Linked DNA regions of Mus musculus: all the other regions are linked to region 5. A link is a contact called in public HiCAR-type and HiChIP or PLAC-seq data. All regions are on one chromosome and are shown on one strand. Each heading gives the region's core, a stretch centred on a gene start, on an enhancer-like site or on the middle of the called end of the contact. The rest is flanking DNA. Distances are from core to core; before and after follow the strand shown.

What was found. HiCAR-type assays count read pairs that join an accessible place to other places. HiChIP or PLAC-seq counts read pairs in DNA pulled down with a chosen protein or histone mark.
Region 1: a HiCAR-type map of fibro-adipogenic progenitors shows a contact between it and region 5, with 12 times the contacts expected there. The contact joins the enhancer-like site here to the promoter of Tmem178b in region 5. A contact is called at or near these places in 1 of 15 datasets of contacts at CTCF or cohesin (the NIH/3T3 cell line), 4 of 484 Hi-C or Micro-C datasets (embryonic fibroblasts and embryonic stem cells), 16 of 115 datasets of contacts at active chromatin or transcription factors (craniofacial prominence, embryonic basal ganglia, embryonic forebrain and 9 more) and 2 of 9 other capture datasets (embryonic stem cells and pancreatic islet).
Region 2: an H3K4me3 HiChIP or PLAC-seq map of embryonic stem cells shows a contact between it and region 5, with 22 read pairs. The contact joins the enhancer-like site here to the promoter of Tmem178b in region 5. A contact is called at or near these places in 1 of 15 datasets of contacts at CTCF or cohesin (the NIH/3T3 cell line) and 19 of 115 datasets of contacts at active chromatin or transcription factors (VIP interneurons, differentiating embryonic stem cells, embryonic basal ganglia and 9 more).
Region 3: a contact with region 5 is called in an H3K27ac HiChIP or PLAC-seq map of SST interneurons, with 4 times the contacts expected there. The contact joins the enhancer-like site here to the promoter of Tmem178b in region 5. A contact is called at or near these places in 1 of 15 datasets of contacts at CTCF or cohesin (the NIH/3T3 cell line), 2 of 484 Hi-C or Micro-C datasets (cerebral cortex and cortical neurons), 12 of 115 datasets of contacts at active chromatin or transcription factors (SST interneurons, VIP interneurons, craniofacial prominence and 9 more) and 1 of 9 other capture datasets (embryonic stem cells).
Region 4: an H3K4me3 HiChIP or PLAC-seq map of forebrain shows a contact between it and region 5, with 7 times the contacts expected there. The contact joins the promoter of Agk here to the promoter of Tmem178b in region 5. A contact is called at or near these places in 2 of 39 promoter capture datasets (cranial neural crest and neural stem cells), 10 of 484 Hi-C or Micro-C datasets (the AtT-20 cell line, embryonic heart, embryonic stem cells and 3 more), 24 of 115 datasets of contacts at active chromatin or transcription factors (SST interneurons, VIP interneurons, acute myeloid leukemia and 12 more) and 2 of 9 other capture datasets (embryonic stem cells and pancreatic islet).

What each region holds. Positions count from the first base shown.
Region 1 is chr6:40,248,529-40,253,524 of GRCm38.p6, reverse strand. It overlaps Tmem178b (transmembrane protein 178B), which reads right to left. Exons shown (of 4, transcript NM_001360978.1): 4 at 1-4,996. Among named protein-coding and RNA genes, the nearest start is that of Agk, 74 kb to the left of the region's middle. Within about 2 kb of position 3,369, at least 12 of the 459 cell types and tissues checked have an H3K27ac peak or open chromatin away from gene starts, as enhancers often do. A contact at or near this core is called in fibro-adipogenic progenitors, where this site is marked.
Region 2 is chr6:40,347,384-40,352,512 of GRCm38.p6, reverse strand. It overlaps Agk (acylglycerol kinase), which reads right to left. Exons shown (of 16, transcript NM_023538.2): 3 at 5,062-5,101; 4 at 81-160. Among named protein-coding and RNA genes, the nearest start is that of Agk, 24 kb to the right of the region's middle. Within about 2 kb of position 2,157, at least 7 of the 459 cell types and tissues checked have an H3K27ac peak or open chromatin away from gene starts, as enhancers often do. A contact at or near this core is called in embryonic stem cells, where this site is marked.
Region 3 is chr6:40,206,286-40,211,128 of GRCm38.p6, reverse strand. It overlaps Tmem178b (transmembrane protein 178B), which reads right to left. Exons shown (of 4, transcript NM_001360978.1): 3 at 3,596-3,733. Among named protein-coding and RNA genes, the nearest start is that of Agk, 120 kb to the left of the region's middle. Within about 2 kb of position 2,803, at least 8 of the 459 cell types and tissues checked have an H3K27ac peak or open chromatin away from gene starts, as enhancers often do. A contact at or near this core is called in SST interneurons, VIP interneurons and cerebral cortex, where this site is marked.
Region 4 is chr6:40,322,548-40,327,347 of GRCm38.p6, reverse strand. Agk (acylglycerol kinase) reads right to left here and starts at 1,870. Exons shown (of 16, transcript NM_023538.2): 1 at 1,818-1,870.
Region 5 is chr6:39,870,004-39,874,549 of GRCm38.p6, reverse strand. It overlaps Tmem178b (transmembrane protein 178B), which reads right to left and starts at 3,114. Exons shown (of 4, transcript NM_001360978.1): 1 at 1,098-3,114. The coding sequence starts at 1,479.

The DNA.
Region 1 (4,996 bases), core at 2,120-4,619, 380 kb before region 5:
ACATGCCAGTAACTTTTATACTGATTCCATGTTGAAGTGCTAATATTTTTGATGTGCTGGGTTCAAATATAGTATTGAAATTAATATCACCTGTTTTGCTGGTGCTTTTCAACTCAGGTAGAAGAATATTTCAAATTGCATACACAACTTGTACCAAATTTTATTGGACAGTGGTGGGGTGGTCTAAATCCTTCCTTGTACAGTTCTCAAGGAGGGTCACCAAACTCCATGAGGAGTGAGGAAGTGTTAGATTGAAGGGCCTATAACCATGAGTGGAGGGCTGCTTGCGCAGGCCAAATGTGTGTATCTCTCTTGGGCAACCACTCTTCCCTAGTAGCCCCTTGCTCTCTGGGATTATCCATGCCCTGGATGCTACTAGGGTTACTACTGCCTTGGGGATGCTTCTCTGCTACTCTGCTGAGGGACTTTCTGGAAGCACAAACATTTTTTCATTAACCTCTAAGTTTATCTAACCACATCCTCTACCTACAACCTCCATCGTATCTCCAGAACCAAGTTCTTTTTTCCCCCTCCGATTTTATAGTGTCCCCTGGCCAGCCTGTGCTTCTTTATGCAGGAAGCCACATTTATAGAGCCAGCCACAGTTGGTTAAGTGATCCACTCACATATCTCCTTTGATGATCTTTCTCCTACCCCAGTCCTGTGTGACAAAGCTCTGTCCATCAGAGAGAGCAAGATGAGATCATCAAAGTGGGTGTGAAAAGGCATCTGAGACTGAAAAGGTAGATCAAAGGCTTTGGACTCTGTCCACAAACCGGCTGCAGGCTACTTTCTGAGGAAAGTCGGCTTCCCACCAGAGCAACAGGAAGAAAGCTGCTCCTGGGTTGCCTGAACTCTGTCAGCATACAACAGCCAGCATGGGCACAAATAGCAGCAGAATGGATAGGGAGACCGGGTGTCACGTGTGTCCCCAACATCACCCTGCTTCCCGTGAGTCTGAGAGGACATGGATACGTGGTGAGGTCACAAGATTCACTCAAGGTTCCAGGTGAGCTATTAACAAAGTCACTAGTATCACCCCAGGTCATGCCTCTGGGTTGAGATGGGTCCTGGCCTTCACTAGTCTAACTTGGATGATATGCTTTTATTTAGGGGTGTTGGGGGGGGGGGAGACATACTTAAGTTTAAAGGCAAATGTCTTTAGAACAGAGAGTACCAAGCAAGCAGAAGCGACCATCAGGAAAACAACCGGAGAAATCTGTGACAGGCGTTCCCTCTCTTCAAGTGCCCCCCAGATTCAGGATTCTAGGGCAGTCCTCACAGGCCCTCAGGAAACCAAGGGCTACATTACAGCATTTAAGAAGATGCAATTCCCCCTCCCCTTAATTTTCAGTTTTTTATTTGTACATTTTTTACAGATAGTCTTGAATAGCAAAACAGTCACACCATGGGCAGTGGGCAGTGGGGGGTGGGGTAGGCCAGGGAGGGACATGAGAGTGGTTCTGTGAAATCTCTGTGTGAAAGGCACCAGCACACTCACAACACAGACATACTGGCACATACAAATGGGAATGGGCCTACAGACCACCCAGAGAGGAAAGGAATAGTTCGGTGTCCAAGGGAGAGCAACAGAGGACACTAGGTTGTTTCCCTAGGGAGTCATAACAGGTCTTAGGTAGAAGGAGTAGTAGCTGGGCATTTGTCAGGAAGATACCAGGTTGAGTTGTGTACCTGAGCAACTCCTAGGTTGGGGCCCAGCTTTCTGTTTGTTGGCTCTGAACAACCCACCCTTGTGGGCATGACATTACCCTTATTATCGGCTAGACTCTAGTCATAAAGAGAACAAGGTCTTGTTGTTCTCTGGTAGAACATCTTGGTGCACACAGGAAAGAAGAAAGGCGTGGAAATTCTTTTGGGGGAATCAATTATTTTCTCCTTTAGAATTTAGGATCCAAGTAAGATCATACAGGGGTGTGTCCCAACTTGACACATCACTCAGGACCTCCTACCAGAACTGAGATGCTACTGATGAAGTCACTAGCTTTACAACCTGACAAGAGGAAGTGGGCTCTTACTTTTATCATACTTCTCTTTACTCTAAATATGAGAGAACTTTAAAAGCTTCAAGAATAGGACTTTGCTCCCCAACATGAGCATGTACAGCTAAGAATGATAATAGAACTGTTCAAACAAACAGCACTAACTCCATGCCTGCTTCGAACTATTTTAGTCATCTATGCTCTTGGCCTCCACATGATCTCTTTGTATCATCACTTCTGGTAACACACAGGAGTGCACTTTGCAAGACTGTCCTTGAAGTAAAGAAAGTGAGTCTGGCAATGGGTAAAGACTATGAAGGAGGCCATTTCTCTGGAGGGCTTGAAAGGGGAAGTGAATCCTATGTGCTTCAGTTGGCTAGCTACACTCAAGTTCAGCAACCAAGATGGCCTCTCCTACTCTACATTATCCTCTTGGCAGAGCCTTGATGGAACCATTCCATTGTAGTGGCTGCACTGCTGATAATGGGCAATTTGAACAGCTCATAATTCATAGACACTTTGTGTTTGTAAATTGCTTTGCAATTTCTTTGTTGACCTTAATATACCATGAGGTAAAGTGTTATCACCGTCCTCTTGTTATAGATGAGGAAGTTCAAGTATGGAGAAGACACAGTGCCCAGAGTCACAAATTGTTTTAGTACAGAGCAGAATGAAGTGTTCAGCCATTGCTGTGTTATACAAGTGTAGCTTAATTAGTGAGTTTCTCTGGCCAAGGTGAATTTATACCCATGATTAGACTGAGATGGCACCTAAAAGAAATAGGGGAGAGAAGGGGGGGCAGATCTTTAGCTCTGTCATGAGCTTTCAAATGCCTCCTTGCTACTCTTCTGGTTCGTATTGCTGCCAAGAACACACAGTCACTGATGCCAATCGGTGCAGTTCTGTTGGCCATGCCATGTCGTCCTGGCCCCATCGGTTCACCCAATGACAACCACTCATTGAGAGGTTCTGAGGTCTGAACCTTTATGACTGGGTCCATGGTAGGGGCCTCAGAGCAATGGGATTCTGACCAGTCTCTCAGTCTTTTGCATGCTTTTCTCATGGTTTTCTACAATGAGCATGTAGTCCTCAGGGAGGAAACTTAATAGCTGGTAATAGCCTAGTCTAAGGACTAGGACCAATGTCAACAGAATGTTTTTGTGGCATAGCAGCATGGATGGAGAAATGGTAAACATGACCCCAGAAGTCAAGCACCCTGAGAGGCACCAGAACCATTTGGATGCATCTTCTCTTAGGACTTGCTTTAAAAAGAAAAAAAAAATCTGCCCCTTTCCTCTGTCTGTCTGGGCTGGAAGATAGCAGCAAGGCTTACTGCTACTCTGTAAAATCAGATCTTCTGACTCATCATGTTTCCCTGGAGAGGGATGGGTGTGTTCACTGGGGCATATCAGGCCAGAAGCAGCAGAGACTCTTCCAGGCAAGAAGATTCTCTCTAACTATGAGAGGTAACCAGTATTTCACAGAAACAAAGACAGAGGGTGCATGAGTCTATTTCTTCCCCTACATGATTGAAAATCAGTGAATGAATGTCCCCAGCAGAAGACAGTTGACACCAAATGCTCTGAGCGATGATTGTGACCTCATTATTATGAATATTACATAGGTGGGCAACACTGGAGACCTAAATCACACATCTTCCCGAAGTCAGGAGAAAACTATGGTACTTTCTAGTTAGGTCTCTTACAATGTATATGGATGTCTAAGGAGATGCAAAATCCCAGGGTTCCCTTTCCTATTGAGGAGAGGTGACACATTTGGGTAGAAAACCTCCCCTGGGGGAGAATACACCACTACGGTGTCAGGGCCCAGGCTACCACTGAAGGACCTGAAGCCAATAAAGACTTATCTGGCTCTGGGGGAGCTCTCTAATTATGCCTTCATGATCCCTAGAAATGAGAAAGGCTGCTGAAAAGCTGTCTGGCCACTAAAGCTAGGACAGATTTTTTTTTTTCTTATCTTCATGATAAACACAGCTCCTTGTGAGACCTCGGGCCATGGCAAACAAGGAGAGAAGTGCTTGAAGTATTTTGCCTCCCTAAGATGTTAACTGTCACAAATGGATCATAGGGAAAGCCACAGGGAAAAGGAAAGTTGGAAAAGAGCCATAATTCCCCAATGCAAACAGGAAATTGTATTTTGCCCTAGTTAGACCCCAACTTTCCCAAACCTCCAATCTAGGAGAGAGCAAAAGAAATGACTGTTGAAAGTGGCCTCATGCTGCTGGTTTGCACAGAGCCCACGGCATGTGCAACTGTACTCCTTGAATACATCCAGCTATTGGAACTTGACCTGGGTAGGAACCAGGGTCCCCTCACAAGGTTGGGGTCTATGGTTTGGAGTTAGGAGAGTCTGACCTAGAGAGTGTCACATACCAAGACATGTCTCTTCCTTCTTTATGCAGTCCTTAGCTGCCTCACAGCCAGAAAGCTCCAGAAACTGCATCAGAGGGGCTTGTTTTAACCAGTGGTCAATCCCCTGTGGTAGAGGAGTCAGATCACTGGGCCAGAGATTGCTGTCTGCTGTCAGTGTGGAGACTTCCATCCTGATTAGGCGCCTCAGCTTGTTTTGTTGCTAAGAAGGATCAGAACCCAGCATCGGTATCTGTCCCTGTCCAGTTGTAATAGTGAAAGAGTTACTCTAAGGTCCTGTTCTGCTGATGCTGAGTTGATGAGCTAAGCCCAGAGAGTCTATCTCCTTCCTGGGGGTCCATGGAATGTTTCAGGAATGCTTGTGTTTCAAAGGAAAGCCAGTGAGTTTCACTAAAAGTTTTATCACGGTGTTGGGCAATTGGAGAGAGCAGATGATCTGTTTATGGTTGAGTATGGGTTTTTAAAAATAAAGCATAAATATTCAAGAAAGTTTACTCAAGAAAAGTTTAAATAGCTAATAACAAAATGTCCCATTTGGCTTAGCTTCCCCTTCTTTTTGCAACTGGAAAACAGCTGGAATTAGCATTCAGTCACAGAAAAGTGCCC
Region 2 (5,129 bases), core at 908-3,407, 480 kb before region 5:
CAGTCCACCACCTGCCTTTGTGGAGATTTTGTCCTTTGCCTTTAGAAAAACTAAATACAGTAAGTCACAAACTGAAATACCCTTTGCAAGCTGCGGGATTGAGAAAGACGGTGGCTTTCTTCACTTGTGCATTGGGAGGAATGAGCTGGTTGCCAAACACCTGAAAAAGAAAGAGACATTTTCAATTAAATTCTTTATTCAGCTGTTGATCGCATACTTTTTTTTTTTTTGTCATCCAGCCAAAGAGCACAAGCTCATCCATGATCTCCATAACAGAGTCACTACAAGCATCACAACCAAAGTATGCAGTTACTCAATGACGATTTTACATTAGGACAAAAACCTGGCTTTCCTTACCAGTGGTAGTAGTTAGTTCCTTTTATTATAAGCATACATCCTGCAGGGCCACAGGCTATGAGAAGGGACATTCAGTTTTCATGCTACAATCCTTTTTCCTTTAGTCTATACTAAATTTATTCCTCGGGAGTCTTTGTTACCAGTTAATTTTCACCATCTGTATACACAGAAGAAACCCGGTACTCAAACTGTTTTCTATTCTATGGCTCTAAGGCTGAGCAGATCAAGAAGCAAAGGATCAATGTGAGGATTCAAAACAGCAACAGAAGGGGAGCTACTACTGAGACATCTAAACTAGGGAAGAGAGCTGATGAAAAGAATCATGATAACACAACACTAAAAAGGCCAAAAACTTCAGGTCTTGGGGTTGAAAAACAAGTCTGGGTTATGGCAGCAGAATTCTAGAAAACAAGTATAAAGCAAAGATTAGAGGGGAAATGGCTATAGCAAGATGTTGTATTGAACAACTCAGTCTAAATCTGCCTCCCCTCTGACTGTCCACTAGAGATCCTTTCTACACCTTCTAAATAAACAAGCTCTGTGCTGGGGAGATGGCTACGTGGGTAACTAAATAGTAAAGTACTACACAAGCCTAAGACAGAGTTCAGATCTCCAGTGTCAGTGTATGTTTATAACCCCAGTGCTGGGAAGAGAAACCAGGCGGATCCGGGGGGGCTCCCTGGTCAGATAGTCTAGTGGAAATGGCAAGCTTCAATTCAGTAAAGCTAGGGAGAGCTAGAGAGAATAACATGCCAATGCTAACCTCCATACACACCTACATAGACAAGTGCACACACACACATTACCTGCCCATTACCACTTCTGTTCTCTTTTTACTCTTGTATCTTGTTCTCTTTTTACTCTTGTATCTTGTTCTCTTTTTACTCTTGTATCTTGACATTTTCTGGCTAAGTCTCCAAATATATCATCAATTTGGTTTGTTCTGATCCATTTCATTCTAGGATTCCATCAGGAATGAAGTAACTAACTCAGCTGTGGAGGTCTGAATGGAAATGGCCTCCATAGACTCATAGGGAGTGGCATTATTGGAAGTCTGCCTTTGTTGGAGTAGGAATGGCCTTGTAGGAGGAAGTGTGTCACTGAGGGGTGGGCTCTGAGGTTTCAGATGCTCAAGAAAGGCCCAGTGTGGCACTCTCTTCCTGCTTTTTGCTGATTTGGGTAGAGATCACTCAGCTACCTGTCTAACACCACATCTACCTGCATACTGCCATGCTTCCTGCCATTATGACAATGGAGTAAACCTCTAAACTTTAAGCTGGCCTGATTAAATGCCTTTCTAAGAGATGTGGTCATGATGTCTCTTCACAGCAATAGAAACTCTAACTAAGATCGAGGCTGGTTCCTGGAATGGGGTATTGCTAAGATAGGCCTGACACTGTTTTTGCCTGGAAGAATATGGAATACTTTGGGACTTTTGAGCTAGAAATGTCATTGGACATTTTAAACCGGGCTTAATGAGCCATACTAGTAGGATCATGGAAGATAGTGGTACTGAGGGTGATTTGAACTATGAGAGCCCAGCTTAAGAAGTTTCAGAGAAAAATATTATATGTGGCCTAGAGATTGTTCTTGCAATATTTTGGTAAAGAATGTGGCTGTTTTCTGCCTTTGTCCAAAAAAATCTGCCTGAGGCTAAATTAAGGAATTATTGATTAAATGTTTTGGCAAAGGACTTTTCCAAACAACCTAGCATTGACTGTCTTCTGTGGTTAATAGAAGCCAGTCTTATGCAGATCTACAACAAAAGACTTAAGATAAGCAAGAAAAAATACAAAAAGTACAGTAGAGGAAGAAAAGGAGCCCCAGGGAATGTAAACAGATTAAAGAAAAGCCAGATGCTAAGTGGAGTAAAGGGAGTGGTGACCTCAGAACAAGACCCCCACCCAGCTAAGGAATTAAATGAAAAAGGAATTAAATAAAAGCATAAGGCCAAGTCCACAAACCTGTAATCCAAGCACCTGGGAGGAAAAGGCAAGTAGATTTTAGAGTTCAAGGACAGCCTGGGTCTACAAAGGAAGCTCCAGGATAGCCAAACTTAGGCAGTGAAGGAAACTATCAAAACCAGAAAGCTGAAAAGTAAAAAAGTAAAAAAAAAAAAAAAAAACAAGAAAAAAAAATTAAAAAACCAGAAAACTGGAGAAAATGTATTTGAATAAGGGGTTCACGCAAGCAGCAGAACTTTGCAGCTTCAGCCACATGGTACCTAAGTTTATAGAGTCAAGGACACAAGAAAAGAGTTATAGAGTCTCCCTCCATAACTAAGGAAAGCCTCTGAGGCCAGGCATATGCAGATGTCCCTTCTTGGAGACCTAGAAAGACCATTGCATGAAGCTGTAAAGGTGAGGCCTGGACTGCCTTGAAGACCCCAGGATGTTGAAGATGCCAGAGCCTTGGGATACCTGCCAAGGAAAGCTGCTATCAGGGAATGGAACCAGTCCAAGAGAAAGAATTATGTTTCAGTCAAAAACAGTGAAAGGAGTTTGAGAGCTGAAGTGTGATTTGACAGCAGTCATGGAGATGCAAAGTTTGGGGTATGCCCAGCTGACTTTCAGTCTTGCTTTAGTCCAGTACTTCCTCATTATCCTTCTCTTTCCTCCATTTTGGAATAGTAATGTATGCCCTGTGTCACTGTATGTTAGAAGTATGTGATTTGCTTTTTTCTTTGTTTTTTTTTTTTTCATTTTGATTTTACAGGAGGCTATAGTTAAGAGACTGCCTTGATTATCATAGACTTTCAACTGTGGACTTTTAAATATGGTTGAAACTGTGATAGACTGAGGACTTTTGAAGTTAGACTAACTGCATTTTGCATTATGATGTGGCTACAGGCCCATGGGGAGCAGGGAGCAGAATGTGGTAGTCTAAGTGAAAATGGCCCCCACAGTTATAGGGAATAGCATTAGTGGAGGGCTGGCTTTGTTGGAGAAAGTGTGTAACTAGGAAGTGGGCTTTGAGGTTTCAGATTCTCAAGCCAGGTCCAGTGTGGCTTTCTCTCTCAGCTACCTTGTCTGCCTGCATGCTGCCAAGCTTCCAGCCGTGATGACAATGGTCGAAACCACTGAACCTATAAGCCAGCCCCAAGTAAATGTTTTCCTTTATAAGAGTTATGGTCATGGTGGTATCTCTTCCCAGTACCCCAGTACTCTGTAGCCAGATTCCAGATCTACAGCACTAGACTGCCCCTCCTTATCCTCATTTCCTAGTCCCAAGAATTCCTAGCCAGACTTGTAAAGTCAGGTGTCAGGTCCATAATGGATTAAGAAGTTTGTAAAAACTAGAGTTGAGTTTACATGATTTTTTTAAATCACTCAATAATTTAGATTATAAAAAGACCATAGGAAAAGTAGAGAAAGCTGAGAGGATCAATGCACCTTTAGTCACATGGAAGATGCTAAACATGTGCAGAGGACTGGAGGATTAGAACAGTAAGGGGTCAGTATGTGGAAAAGTTCCTAACAAGACCTTGTTCCTGGGAAAGTAAGTGGGGCTGAAATTCAGAAAGAACATAAGCAGAGGATTCACCTTAAGTAAGAGGAGAGTGTATCAGCAGAACTCCCTGGAACTCAATATTAAGGTTTATTTGATAATTACCTTGATTTGATCATTAAGAATTACATATATGTTCTAGAGTATCATACTGAGACTCAAAAATAATCCAACAGCTTATTTTTTGAGGGACTCATAGCCTATCTCAGGCTGGCCTGAAACTCATTATGTAACCCAGGAGGTAAACACATGGCAATCCTCCTGCCTCAGCTTCCTGAAAGTGAAGCATCTTGCTGATCTTAAAAATAAAATTTAAAGCTTATTTAAATTAATTTTTAAAATAACTTAAAGCTATACTAGATGGTATATCTGTGCAGAAATAAAATCAAATTCTTAAAACATATTTGGAGCCAAAGAAGGATTTATTAATAGTATCTATTGTCATTATCATCTATGAAAATAATTCAGAAACAAACATGAGGTTTGACACCCACTTCTACTAAATGTGTTCGTTTTCTTTGCCATTTTAACTTTCATACATCTCTTCAGGCATTTCTGACATCATAAGCTTAAATGACATATAACAAAAAGGTACTGAGTCACAGAAATCCATCTGCAGGGTATAAACTACAAATAGGGAAGAGAGGAAAGCCAGGGTGTTAAATCTGAAAGGATTTACAACTCAACTATCACCACCACAGCCAGATAAATGAATGCTTAAGCAGCATCTCGTGGAACTGGATGGCAGTGCAGTGCTAGGAATCAGCTATGTTAGTGACATGGGCTTTAAAAGCAGAAGAAAACAATTTTAACAAGACTTGACTTTCAGAGGTAAAATCTGTTCTGAACCAAGATCCCTGGGGGCTATTCCAGATTCAGGGTTTAGCCAGATATTCAAGGATAACTGCAAACGCACGCCAATTCTTAGCTCTTCAGCCGTCCAGTTATGTGTTCTTGGGAGGGATCCAGGAGTAAACAAGCCTAACAGGGTGGGCGTCAGCACTGTTCTTCACCAGATGGCTAACTTCCACCCATTCCACTCAGAGTTGGCTGATGGCCTGATCCATCTGGAGGTGGAGGGAAAATAGTCACACTGCACTGATGCAAGACCCCAAGTAAGTCAGTCCCTGGAGTGGCTGTGTCTTCTGCACAGCGGAGATAAGGGCGATTTAATTTTATCACAGGAAATGGCATTACCTGAGCTTCTTGACAGGCTGCTCTTCTTAGCAGGTTATCACTATCAAAGCAAACAAAAGAAACCCAGC
Region 3 (4,843 bases), core at 1,554-4,053, 340 kb before region 5:
AAACAACAAACAAACAAATTTCAAGGGAAAGAGAAGGCTTTGTAGTATGTGAATGAACTAGATTCTGTCTAGCCTGGAATGTCCCCTAATCAGTGAAAAGTGACTATTGGAAGAGAAGCTTCCAAAAGTTCATTGTCACACAATACTTTAAAAAACAAATTTGACATTTTAAACATACATACATACATACATACATACATACATATATATATCTCATATCCAAGAAAGCACAGATTTGTGTATACCTCTCAGCAGCCAAGGGCTTGGGTGGGCCTTGTTGACACTGTCTTATTTCTTGTTGCATAAGACTTAGAAATGTATTTTTTTAATATTTATTTTTTATTAGATTTTTTTTATATACATTTCAAATGCTATCCCGAAAGTTCCCCATACCCTCCCTCCGCCCTGCTCCCCTACTCACCCACTCCCGCTTTTTGGCCCTGGCATTCCCCTGTACTGGGTCATATAAAGTTTGCAATTCCAAGGGGCCTCTCTTCCCTGTGATGGACGACTAGGCCATCTTCTGCTACAAATGCAGCTAGAGATATGAGCTCTGGGGGTACTGGTTAGTTTATATTGTTGTTCCACCTATAGGGTTGCAGACCCCTTCAGCTCCTTGGGTGCTTTCTCTAGCTTCTCCATTGGGGGCCCTGTGTTCCATCTTATAGATGACTGTGAGCATCCACTTCTGTATTTGCCAGGCACTGGCATAGCCTCATACAAGACAGCTATAACAGGGTCCCTTCATCAAAATCTTGCTGGCATTTGCAATAGTGTCTGGGTTTGGTGGCTGATTATGGGATGGATCCCCGGGTGGGGCAGTCTCTGGATAGTCCATCCTTTCATCTTAGCTCCAAACTTTGTCTCTGTAACTCCTTTCATGGGTATTTTGTTCCCTATTCTAAGGAGAAATGAAGTATCCACCCACTGGTCTTCCTTCTTCTTGAATTTCTTGTGTTTTCAAATTGTATCTTGGGTGTTCTATGTTTCTGGGCTAATATCCACTTATCAGTGAGTGCATATCTAATGACTTCTTTTGTGATTGGGTTACCTCACTAAGGATGATATCCTCCAGATACATCCATTTGTCCAAGAATTTCATAAATCCATTGTTTTTAATAGCTGAGTAGTACTCCATTGTGTAAATGTACCACATTTTCTGTATCCATTCTTCTGTTGAGGGATATCTGGGTTCTTTCCAGCTTCTGGCTATTATAAATAAGGCTGCTATTAACATAGTGGAGCATGTGTTCTTATTACCAGTTGGAACTTCTTCTGGGTATATGCCCAGGAGAGGTATTGCTGGATCTTTTGGTAGTATTATGTCCAAAGAAATATATTTTTAAAGCCCAAGGTATGAGAGAGAGAGTGTGTGTGTGTGTCTTTGTGTATTCAAGGTAGAAGCTGGAAGGACTCTTGATTTTATCTGTCTCACTGGTTCTTGGCTCTATTTTTCACATGAAGAGTGCTCCAAAAGCTCTGTGGGGTGGGTACTACTTGGCCCGCATCAGTGCGTAGTCGAAGTGGTCCAGGAAGCTCTGGATGAGGTCTATCTGGGGTGAGGAAATCAAGGCTTCCACTCTCACAGTATTCAGAAAGGAGTTTGTGGCTCCTACTCTAGCCTGGAGCTCCAGACACCTAGTAGCTACCCATGCAGTAGGAGGGCAGGGCTCTTGCACATTGCTATCCTGCCTTTTGTCCCAAGGCTTTCAATGAGTGGGAGGTAACCCCGTGACCTCATTATAGACCCAGCCTTTAGCTTATCCCTTGTTGCTCAATCCTGGCCTGCTTATTATCTGCCCTTCTCATGTGACCTAGCTAGAAAAGACGAGGCAGGCAATGGCAGCTAGGCTATTAGTCTGCACATTAACTGAAGTTCTTGGGAAGTTCTCCAAGTGGAGAGGTCCCAGGTTGTGAGCTTGTTCCTGTCTAAAAAAAAGGCAAGCAGAGAAGGCAAGAGGATACAGCAAATGCCAGGTAAGAAGGAGAAATGACAGACTGCCAGTCCTGCCCTTGGGGCTCTGGGTTCCTGCTCAGCCTGGGGCTGGTTTGCTCAGCTTCTCTGGGATACCAAAGCCTGTTCTATGTCTCCAAAGAGATAGGATACAGACTACAAACAGAATACAGCTGCTGCTGCTGCTGCTGCTGCTGCTGCTTCTTCTTCTTCTTCTTCTTCTTCTTCTTCTTCTTCTTCTTCTTCTTCTTCTTCTTCTTCTTCTTCTTCTTCTTCTTCTTCTTCTTCTTCTTCTATCTTTTTATCTTTTCTTATAATTTGGAGGGCCTCATGAAAGGTGGAAGGGAAATAAATTTACCAGGGAAAATACTCATAAAATATAGCGTGAGAACCATCAGCTCATTTATGTTGTTGTCCTACCAGAGAGAGAGAAGCCCACAGGATAGAAGTGTGGCTTGGGAGTTGGTGGCTGTCTGTGTAGAATCTATCATTGAGCCACCACTTCCCTCTCACTCTCTGAGCCTGTGCCTTAACGACAGGTGTAGGTCCGAGGGGTGGCAGCTCTGACGTGGGGACTTCCTGACTCTGGTAACAGGTCAGTCCCCTGGAAGTACCAGCTCCATGGGAAGCCTGCATTTGTGCTTGACACAGAGTAGCTGTGCTTAAAGGAACAGAGGGAAACTTCAGGGCCCAAGCCCTTCCTACAAAGCCTCTCTTCTTCCTCCTCTCCTAAACCAGATTTTTTTATGCCCCAGATGTCTCTCTGGGCACAGTGAGGGACAAGCTTCTCCCTTCCCCAGCTTCCCCTGCAGCTAAAGAGTCCCACAGCTGACCTCATCTTTCTCTCCTTAGCTCAGAAAGAGGCATAAAAGAGACCAGCATCAAGCACCTGCACACTGCCCAAAGCCTGAGCTCTGCTCCCGAATGTGGGACTCATTTTCTCTTCCTCCCACAATCATTTCTAATTCTGTCTGTCCACACTCACTCTCTCCCTCCAGGCGCCCCACAATTCACCCATCCACCTCTTCCAGGCAGTCCAACACTTGAGCTGAGCCACAGACTCAGAGACTCAAAAGAGAAATTCCCAAGTAGACAGTTCTGCTCACACCAGAACCCAGCCCCAGTTCTATGTACAGTCTGCTAAAGACCACTGAGCCGACTCAATGGCCATACAGTAGTAAGAAAGGAAACAGAAATAGAAGGATCTAGTCTAGACCCACCACTGTTTTGTTTTAAACCGTAAGTCAAGGATGAGCATGGCTCTTAGGAGAAGAAACGCCTCCTTCCTTCGTCAACACTAAAATACAGAGCACAGGAGCATGAAACGTCGTTTCATGCGTCCAAGTCTGAGGTCTCCACCTGCTCCCATGTGAGTCTCCTAGCTACGGTATCTCCCTTCCATCTGGGCACTGAGGTCCCCAAGACTCTAGGCACTGAACACTGTATCTCATTTCTGTTTACATCCTGAAAAGCTGGTATAGTGGCCAATAGGTGACAGGGGCAGAGACTGTTGATGAGCCAACAGATGAGGGAGCACAAAGAACCATATTGACCATGCCCCTCTGCTGTAAGCTCTTACCACTTGCCCATGGTTCCAGTTAACAGGACCTCCCTATCCCCAGCAGCCACATGCAGCCTTACCTCCCATGAGGAAGAGAAGCCCTGCCACGTACTGCATAAGGCCTCGGTCCCAGCAACAGCCCAGGACGCCGATGATCCAGCCAAAGAGGATGATGGCCACTGCCATGCCCATGAAGCCAGCTGTCATTCTACGAAGATCTGTGAGGAAGCAGGAGGAAAACAGTTAGCACGAGAACACGTGATACAGTAGGGTCACAGGTACCCTAAGCTTGGGGTAGGGAGAAGAGGGTAGAGGCACTTCAAGGGCAGGAAGACTATCTATTGAGACCCCTACACAGGAGAGAACCACTGCTGGTGAGTGTCTTCTGTTCAAGTGTGTTGTGATAGCTGGGTTCCTAAGCACAGGGCAAGCACATCATCGCCTGTGTCTAACGGCTCGCTCCAGCTAGGCATCTGTGCTAGGCATGTGCTGCTCTTCCTGTGAGTCTGTCCCATCCTGAAGAGACGGGTGCTGTCTCTAGTGTAGACAATAGAGCCACTTGCTAAAAGCAGCACGGTAAGTGGTAGAGAGGACTCGAACCCAGATAGCTGTGGCTAACAGCATTAGGCTTTTAGAGACGAGAGAGCAGTGAGGTGGGCTGCTGGAGAGAGCAGGGCTTCTGTAGATGGGCTGCCCTCCCTGCTTTAACCCAGGGTTCTGCTGGACTGGTTCTCTGCTCCATCCCAAGCAGGCTCTTGGAGCTTAGTTTTGCCCGCAACCTTGGAAGCAGAGAAGAGCTGCATCCCCCTCCCGTCGTCTGAGCCCCTGGAGCAGGCAGGCCCCTTCCTCGCAGTTACCCCTATCCTCTGACTCAAGGGTCTGCCCCAGCGTCACAGCGAGGACTGTCCCTGCTCCATACATCTCTGACCTATCTGACAAAGCCAGGAATGACTTGGTGAGGAAGGAGGTAGCTGGAAAAATGCTGTTTGCAGCACAAGGGAGACGGAAGGACTGTTCCGTATCTCTGCTGGCTACTTAGCATCTTGCCCAACTCAGCTTCTTTGCTGACTCCTTCCCCTGTGTGGACAGATGTCACCAGAACTACTGTCACGTGCTCCCTCTCCATGCGTGGCTCTGGCCTGGACTTGTTTCCAGAATGGTTTTCTTCTCTCACCCCCTTCCCGTAGAACTGACTCTTTACTTCCTGGGGAGCACTTCACCCATCATGCTGGTCACTCCTTCTTGAATCTGCCTGCCTCCCCTACCTTTAAGGCAGTCCACCAGCCCCAGCCTGCTAACAGGGCTCTAAGCAAGAGAAACCAAACAAA
Region 4 (4,800 bases), core at 621-3,120, 450 kb before region 5:
GACTTAAAAGACCAGCAAGGTCTGTTTGTTTGGGTTCTTCTGTGTCCCTTCATCTTAAGAAATAAAAGTACTATTTCTTTTCCTACAAGCATCTGACAGGTAGCTCTAACACAAGAGCCTTATACAGGAAGTCTGCTTCAGGTTAGCAACAACTTCCTGCTTCTACTGTTTCCCCAACTGCCAATGTACGACTTGGGGATGACCATGCCCTAAACACCATCGATATTATACATACAGGATAGCATCTACAACAGTGACTCCCAGCCCTTACTGTCTTTATTAAACCTTATTTAAAATGCACAAAATTTGTTGTAAATATATATTCTTGGTCATCATCTTCCTTCCCCAAAAGCCTACTTTGTTCCTGAACTGAGTAGTCATATGATTTTTAGTTAGCAGTTACTAACATAATTGCAATGGAGGTTGCAAACACACCAGACATTAAAAATCAATGTTTTAAGATGAACGATGGGGTCATGGGGAGGGGGAAGATTTGAAAAGGCTTTGAATCCGCACTAAGGTCTTTGGATATTATGTTTAAAACAATATTATGTTTAAAACTTGAGATTTTTTTTTTTTAGCAGATGAATAACAATCACATTTGAGGTGCAGAATATAAAACAGACTGCCAGAACCTGAAAGTAAATCTAAAAGGAGCCATTCGAGGGGTGACTGCCACAAATTCTAGACAAGAGTCAACAAATGATTTGGAGGTCTTTATGAAATAGAAATGGGCAGGGCTTGATGATCAACTGATTGCAAGAGGTGAAGGACGAGGAAACGGAGCCAGGTTTTGTGCTTGGGCAACGGATTGTTAAGTGATTTCAAGGCTTTGGATTTACATTGTAGGTTTGTGGGGAAACAGTGTGCAGTTAAGGAGACTCTAGACTGTTCCACCTGCTGGAAGGCTGGAACATCACCCAAGTAGAGAGGGGCATGGAACGAATATCGGACAGTCGACAACACTCTGAGTGGACTGTCTTTTTAAAAAGCCACGCCCACCCTGTCTTAAATGCTTTCTATATTATTAAAAGATGAGGGAAATATGCAGGCAGCCTAGTGTGCAAAGAGGACTGGCCAAGGTGCTTAACGAAATCCTAGCTTTGTCGTTTACAGATGGTGAGACCCTGGATAAGTCAATTAACATTTTCCCTAGAGAAAAAGGGAAACACCATTAATTTTTGCAGTGAAGCAGTTGTGAATAAAATCTGTATTTGTCTTCACAATCTGTAATACATTCAGTGTATATTCCCTTCTCAGTAGCCAAAATTTTCATTCTCACTAATGTCAGTTAAAAATCTCAAATTTTATGCCTAAATTAACATATCTTTGCCTTCCAAACAGGCTTTCCCCAAACCCAAAAACTCTCAAATTCTGACCCTCTTCTGACAAGAAAAGTAGGGGTTTTCTCACTAAAGAGCTTTTTAGAACAGATTCTAGTCATCCACATCTGCAGAACCTAATAAATAGAACGAATGAACCGACCCACCCTTTAGGGTTCAAATATTACTGGCCCCGTTTTTTTGTTCCGGAGTACCCCACAGCCCAAGGTGGGAAGTAGCTGAGGGGTTCACAGGTTAGGGACGGCTCTGGGACTCGAACCGGCACACCTGACTCGCAGGGACAACGGGCGTGCACGCCATGCTGGCCCGGCCCAATCTCCCCTCCTCCCGCCCCACCGCAGTCAGCAACCGCGTGGCCGATCCCCGGACGCCAGGCGGGTTCCCCGGACGCTCTGCTCAACGCAGCCACCAGCGGCTGCGCTCCACACCCTGACAACACACATCCCGCGGCCCTAGCTTGCTCCCCGAACTCACCGCTGCCCGCCGCTCAGCGCCCGGCCTTTCCTGTGTGCTCTCACAAAACTCTCCCTCTCTTTTCAGGGAAACCGCTCCCTCTGCTCTCGGGTTCCGACGCGGAGCAGCGCGAGCCAGGCGGGGGCGAGCCCTCCCGTGACCTAGGGATGGGCTCGCAGCAGCCACCGCCCTCCCTTCCCTTTCTCTCACATTACTTGTTCATTCAATCTTTCATCTATCCATCTGTCGCCAGCCAGTCGTTTCTGGAAAGTTCACAATACATAATAAGAACAGTTTTACGATTTGGAACTAAATCAGAAAGTAATTAAATGGCTAAGGCATAGTGGTAAATGAAACAAAATAAAACAAAACCCAGCGACAGGGCGGGAGATGAGGAGGCACTGTGTTAAATTAACGAGCGGAAGTTTGAGCTCCAGAGAGCAGGAAGATGATGATCAGGTCTGGATGCACGGAAGAGCAGGGTGGGGTGGGAGTGGGGCTGAGGCTGGGGAAATCAGGCACAAAATCACAGAACCCTTAGGCCTGTGTGCTGGAGGCAGAAAGAGCTATGAGAAAAGGGAGCCATGCAGCAGGAGAGCCCACAGGGGTGTTGGACAACAGAAAAATGTGTCTTGTTAAAATATAAAGATCGCTGGGCTGAAGATGAAGGGCAGGTGCAGAGAAGCTTCCTGTTAGCTGCCTTACACCAAGGCAGTTACAAAAACTTTTTATCTTGCCACCTTTCACTGCGAGGAAGATGTCAACAAAATAAAACAGATTTTGCTGCAAAGAGGACTCTTAGAAGTCTGCCCTGAGGGCACAACATTGCTGTCTTAAATGGGAACAGTTTTTCAGTAGGAACATCTTCAAATGGGAACTCGCCTGAGATGTCCCAAGACTGGATCCACTAATATTTGATCTCTAGGGACTCCCATCTTCCACAAGATGTACAAGCAATTAAAGGTTACTGGGCCAGAGGGGCTGAGGAGTGTTGAGGGAACTTCTTCACTGGTATTGCCTCCTCTAAGTTGCTCATGTTCCTATAGGTAATTCCTCACTACCCCAATCAAATTCATGGATCCACAAATCTAGACTTTAGTGGAATCATTTCTTCGGGGTCTGTTCCTGTCACTATCTGGAGAAAATAGACATTTCTTCACTGCTGTCTCCCTAGGAAACAGGAAATAAATGTATTCTGAGCCAAGTATGAATGGCAATGGTTTTGGAACACAGATTCAAGTTGCCCTGAATGACACGTTCCACCGTAGAATAGGTTAGTTGGACACTTATGAATCAGAAAATAAAATAAAGCCATGAGCCCATTTGTCTTAGTCAGGGTTTCTATTCCCGAACAAACATGACCAAGAAGCAGTTGGGGAGGAAAGGGTTTATTCAGCTTACACTTCCATATTGCTGTTCATCATCAAAGGAAGTCAGGACTGGAACTCAGACAGGTTAGAAAGCAGGTGCTGATGCAGAAGCCATGGAGAGATGTTCCTTACTGGTTTGCTTCCCCTGGCTTGCTCAGCCTGCTCTCTTATAGAACCCAAGACTACCAGCCCAGTGATGGTCCCACCCACAAGGGGCCTTTCCCCCTTGATCACTAGTTGAGAAAAATCTCATGGAGGCATTTCCCCAACTGAAGCTCCTTTCTCTGTGATAATTCCAACTGTGTCAAGTTGACACAAAACTAGCCAGTACAATTGACCCCTTGTCAACTTGACACACAAACACATCACTAGTAAGCCTCAACCCTTACATTCTTATTCATCCCCAAGATCTAAATAACTTTAAAAGTCCCACAGTCTCTACATATTCTTAAAATATCCATCTCTTTTAAAACCCAAAGCCTTTTTACAATTAAAAGTCTCTTAACTGTGGGCTCCACTAAAAATAGTTTCTTACTTCAAGAGGGAAAAACATCAGGGCACAGTCACAATCAAAAGCAAAAATTAAACTCCAACTGTCCAATGTCTGGGATCAAACTCACAATCTTCTGGGCTCCTCCAAGGGCTTGGGTCACTTCTCCAGCCCTGTCCTTTGTAGCACTCATTTTGTCTTCTAGGCTCCAGCTGCCTGTACTCCACTGTTGCTGCTGTTCTTGGTGGTCATCTCATGGTACTGGCATCTCCAAACACTGTAGTCTTTCGCTGTAACTATGCTTCACCAACAGCCTCTCATAGGCTCTCTTCATGGTGCCAAGCCTCAACTCCTTTACATGACCCCTTCTGTCCTGGAAAATCAATTGCAGCTGAGGCTGCACCTTCACCAATGGCCTTCCATGGCCTCTCACTGTGCTGAGCCTCAGCTGCTCTGCATGACCTCTTCATGCCTTCAAAACCAGTACCACCTGGGTGAATCTTACACATTACCAAGTCCAGCCACAGCACAAGGTACAACCTTGGCCATCTCTGGAATACAGCCTCTGTGCTCTCAAAAACACTTCCCAGAAGATGTCACCTCAATGATGCTGGTCTCTTCTTAATCACTGCTAATTTCTTAGCTCCAGCTAACCAGCATCAATAGTCCCAGAAATGCAAAGTTTTTGCTTTAGTTGTTCTGGTATATTGTTAATCACAGCTGATTCTTCAGCCCCAGCTAACCAGAACTACAGAATCTTCACAATCAAAACAGCAATGGCCCTGAAAAGAGTCTTTAATTTTCCCTCTGAAATTTCACAAGCCAGGCCTCCATTTTCTGCACTGCTCTCAACATTATCTTCCAAGCTCCTACACAATATCTCACAGAGTTTTTAACAGCAAATGGATCTTCTGGCCCAAAGTTCCAAAGTCCTTCCACAGTCCTCCCCAAAACATGGTTAGGTTGTCACAGGAATATTCCACTCTGCTGGTTACCAATTTGTCTTAGTCAGGGTTTCTATTCCTGCACAAACATCATGACCAAGAAGCAAGTTGGAGAGGCAAGGGTTTATTCAGCTTACACTTCCATACTGCTGTTCATCACCAAAGGAAGTCAGGACTGGAACTCAAGCAGGTTAGGAAGC
Region 5 (4,546 bases), core at 1,865-4,364:
GCGATATGAGACATTAAGAGTCACTTTATGTCTTGGCTTCAAAGCACATTTGCAAATATTAGCACAGTTGTCAACCACTCACTGGTTGAAGAGAGTGACACATGAGGAGAGAAGCAAGGTCTAAAATCTACACATCTTCCCAGAGTGCAGCCATCATAGAGGGGTATCCTCAGAAGACATTAAAGCGCTTCACATCAAACAGTATTTCAGTAGACTGATGAGACAGGTTGTTTTCAAGCATATAAACCATATAGGATTTACAAATTGTATCACATAAGCAGACTTTTCAATGCATGTGATCATATTCAAATATCAAGTGGTATTAGCAGATATTTGCTTGTTTTCTGTTTTATGCACCTTGAGTGTTTTATATAAACCTGAAAATGGTCATTTCTTTCCTTCTGATAGTCCCACTTTTGTGTTACTTTTTTGTGCGTATTAGACTGCTGGTATTCACTGCTCACCGTCACTATGTCAACCACTGCTCCAGAAGATGAAATAAAGGACTGTAATGGAATGCTGCTGGCTACCTGCTTTGGGCTCCTACAAAGCAGAGGCTGTAATGTATTGGTGTTTATATGACCAATAGCTACACCATGACTTCTAACAGTGCCTTACTAACTAAATGTTTCTGGTGTGCATAGTGTCTCCTGCAGAGGACATCCCCCATCCCCAGTTTCCTTTGATCGAATTAGTTCAACATCTAAAAACAGGGATTAAAATTTGGAGCCAGTTAGCCCTGACACGTCTAGGGTTTCCTCTAGAAACACAACATTGGAGATTCCCTTCCTTCCCAGAGGTTGATGAAGCCATTATCTTGGATTTAAAAAAACAAAACCCTGGCCTAGGAGAATGCATACGAATCCCGACCCATAAGAGCAAGACAGCAGGTGAGCCAACAGAGTGAAGCCTTTACCACAATCAGCTATGGAGAGGCAAGTTCTGCCCACGCCAAGGTTCAGCCAGGCCTGCCTAACTGGACCACTCAGAAACCAGGAGATGCCATAGCCTGTGGCCACCAGGAGAAGCAAGGGGCTGCAGGGCCTACCTAGAGTGCCTGGCTCTCTGCAGCGCCACGCCTCGCGCCTCGAGCTTACCTTTCCGTATGAGGGCGGCGATCTCCGGGTCGAAGCCCTGCCGGTGGCACTTCCTCCAGAGGCCCATGTTGGTGGAGTTGTATTGACGGCTGCACTCGTCCGCGGGGCTCATAGCGAACAGCTGCCGGCGATTCCGGGCCCGGAGGAGTTTGCCCTCCCAGCGGTCCAGGCGCGAGCGGCTGGCGCGCAGAGGCAAGTTGTTGTTGTTGTTGTAAATGAAGCCGGGGTCGACCCGGCGGGTGTTGAAGGCCTTGCACCTGTCCCTGTGCTTCCTGGCGTCCGTCTCGTACCAATGGTCGGAGCAGATGGCCACAGCCAACATGCCGAGGGCGCAGAGCGCTAGCGAAAGCCCCGTATAGAGCAGTAACCTTCCGGCAGCCATGCCTCCGCTTGGCGGCTACACCATGGGCATGATCCGCCGCAGCCTCGCCTTCCCTCCGCGCGCCCGGAACAAAGCGGCGGGCGGCCGAGCTAGGGGTGGATACGGGAGGGGATCTGCGCCGCGGCGCCCCCCTCGGCCCCCACCTGCGGGTACGCGGCTGGGGGACTGCGGGAGTAGAGGCGGGCAGCCTAAAAAGTTCTGATCGGGAGAGGCTCCCGCAGGGTCCTGAGCATCCTCCGGGCAGGTGCAGCCTCCTCTCGCGGTGGTGAACTCAGCACGGCCACTTCCCACCGTTCAGGGGGCAACAGTCCTAACCCTCCGTCCGCCTCTGCACGCCGCCCAGCAATCACAAACTAAACACCAAGTGCTCTCGACCACGGCGAGGCTTGCTGGGTTTCTCTGTGCAGCTTGCTGACCGGAGTGACAGTCCTGGCTTCCTGGGAATGAATGATAGGGAGGGAGATCTGAGGACGCGACACTTCGCCGAAGGACGGATCGCGCTCACGGCCGGTTGCCCGGAGTAGGGAGTGCAGCCTGGATCTCTTTCTCTGGGACTCTCCTCCCCTTTTCGGTCTGCAGCCGAAGGCCGGGGACGCGTGCCCAGAACTGTTCTTTTCCAGGTTGGGTCTTTTCAAAGCCTGAGTCCTCTGATCACCACTAGGTCCTTGACTCCTGCCGACCCCACGGGTGCTCTCAGAAGCGAGCTGCCCGCAGACGCATGGTCTCTACCAGCCTTTGCCCGCGAGCTCCCGGATGGCCTGCCTCTGGCCTCCCCATTAAGACAGCTCCGCTTTTGGACAGCGGGGACACTCGGGCGGCGTTACGCGACTGTTCAGGGCCCGGGGTTTGCAGAGACTGGGCGGCAGCTGACGGGCGTTAGGGACGGACTGCACAGAGGAGGGCGCACCCGGAGCGCTCGGAGCTCCTTCAACACCATGGACAGGTCGCTCAGGGGTGGCGAGCTGCCCGCCCAGCCGCCAGCCTCCCCGGTGTCATGCGGCTCTCTCCAGCGCCTTCTTCTTCCTGGAGTGTGTGCACCCGGCCCTCTCCAATATCCCTTCTGCTCCACTTCACCTGGCCTTCCGCAGCCCCGCGTGCGAGATGCCCAGGTGCTGAGAAAATGCTGCGAGCACGAAGAAAACCCGGAGCCCGGCTGCTCGAAGCAACCCGCCCCCTTCGCCACCTGAGCCCAAGCACTCCAGCACCGCTTGCTCTAACCAGCTGGGGTCAGCCGCTCTCAGATTGCACCATTTTCTTCTCAGCCCACCCGGGTGCCGAGACTAGGGATCCCTCGGCCTCGTGTGGAATATCCCGTCCCGGCCTCAGCGTCCCGCGATCCGGCTCCCCGCACTGGGGTGAATGGGGCGGGGGATAGAGGGGTGGGGGAGCCTGGGCGCCTCGGCTTCACCTCCCTACCTCCTCGAGCTGCAGAGGCTTCCGGGCCTCTCAGGCTCAGGCGACGCCCGAGAGGAGCGAGAGCCCAAGCTGCACCCCAGGGGCTCCAGAAATCGCATTGCCCGGGTGTGGGCGCCCGAGAAAGCCGCTGTCACTCGCTCGGCCTCCAGGCGCTGCAGCCTTGGCTAAAACCCACAGCCGAGAACACGGAGCGCGCAGCCAAAAGCTAGTGATGTCATCCGTGCAACGTGAGCCTCATCTCTTATTTTTCTAGCCTTCTTAAAGTTAAACCACACCATTTTCCAGGCACGAAATGTCTGAGCCTTGTTCTTTGGCCAGGCAAGTCAATGGTGTCTAGGTAGGTATGGGCTCCACCACATCCATATTAATGCACATATACATATATGTAGCATGTTTACGTGTATTATTATAAATTTAGTGTTGGTGCCTACGTCTCCCGTTTCTCTTTTGACCGTGGAAAAGTCCCTTAAATTCGCCACAGTTCTTTAAAGAAGAAAATGCTTAGAGAACGGTCTTTAACCGGCTCTGGGAGAACCCCTGCACCTCGGTTTCCGCCTCTAGTGTCTCCTATTCGTTTGATCTTTGTTTTTCCCCAGAAAGCTATAAGCACTACCTTGCTAGCTACTGGCGTTTCTACCTGGAACTGAGCAGAGAGCAGCCGTGAGCCAGCGGCCGACACCCCAACACATACACACACACACACACACACACACACACACACACACACACACACCTGTCCTTACTCTTCGGCAAGAAAAGGGGACAACTAACTGATCCGTTCAAGACCAGAAGAGAGCCGCTGTGGGGTGAGAGGGCAGTTGATTTTGGAGGAGAGGAAGTTATAGGCAACCTCGGTATAGGGTTTGTCGTGATTTCCCTATGACCGCTGGATTTAGCCTCCGCAGGGCCTCTTTGAGGTGGGACCGAGACTCCAGACCTTGAAGAGGTGGGCCCCAGCTAGAGGATCCATCCCCACCCTACCCCGCCCCCTGCTTCTCTCACGTGAAGCAGAGCCGCAAAGCTGGGAGCCTCCCATCCAGCTTCACATACTAGGGGTTTCATTCTAAAGCTCACCCTTCGGTTTTCACCCTCTCTCCAAAGTCGGGGTTCCCCACTGAGGGATAAAGAGCTGCCCTGGGGAAAAGAGAGTGCCCTAGGGACCCAGCTTTGCACAGCAGGACTTGTGAGTCGAAAGGAACGCACCTCCACCATATTCTTTTTGTCTTTTTTTTTTTTTTTCCTCCCTGCATTTTGAAAATCGCGAACAAGGCGTTTCAGTGCCATCTAGTGGGGGAGGGGCGTGCCTTGTTTTTCAGTCTTGAATTCTATAAGGGGATTTACTTCGTGAAGAGAAGTCATTAGGATTACCTACTTGGTTCTTAGATGATGCTCGGCTGGTCTAGAAGTTACAGGCACCTGCTAGTCCACATCATCCTCAGAGGTCCCTGGGATGCCCTGATAAAGCTGAGCGACTTTGGCCAGGGTGTCTTCTCCTTATCTTTTTCTCAATTCTATTTGTGTCCTTGAAAATAGGGATACATTTGGCATACATGCAAACACTACTAAAGCTATTTCTACCCCTAAAGCTAAGTGGGAGTGCTTTTCACCTAGTAGGGTACCTGCATATGACAATAGAAGGGAAACTGAACTG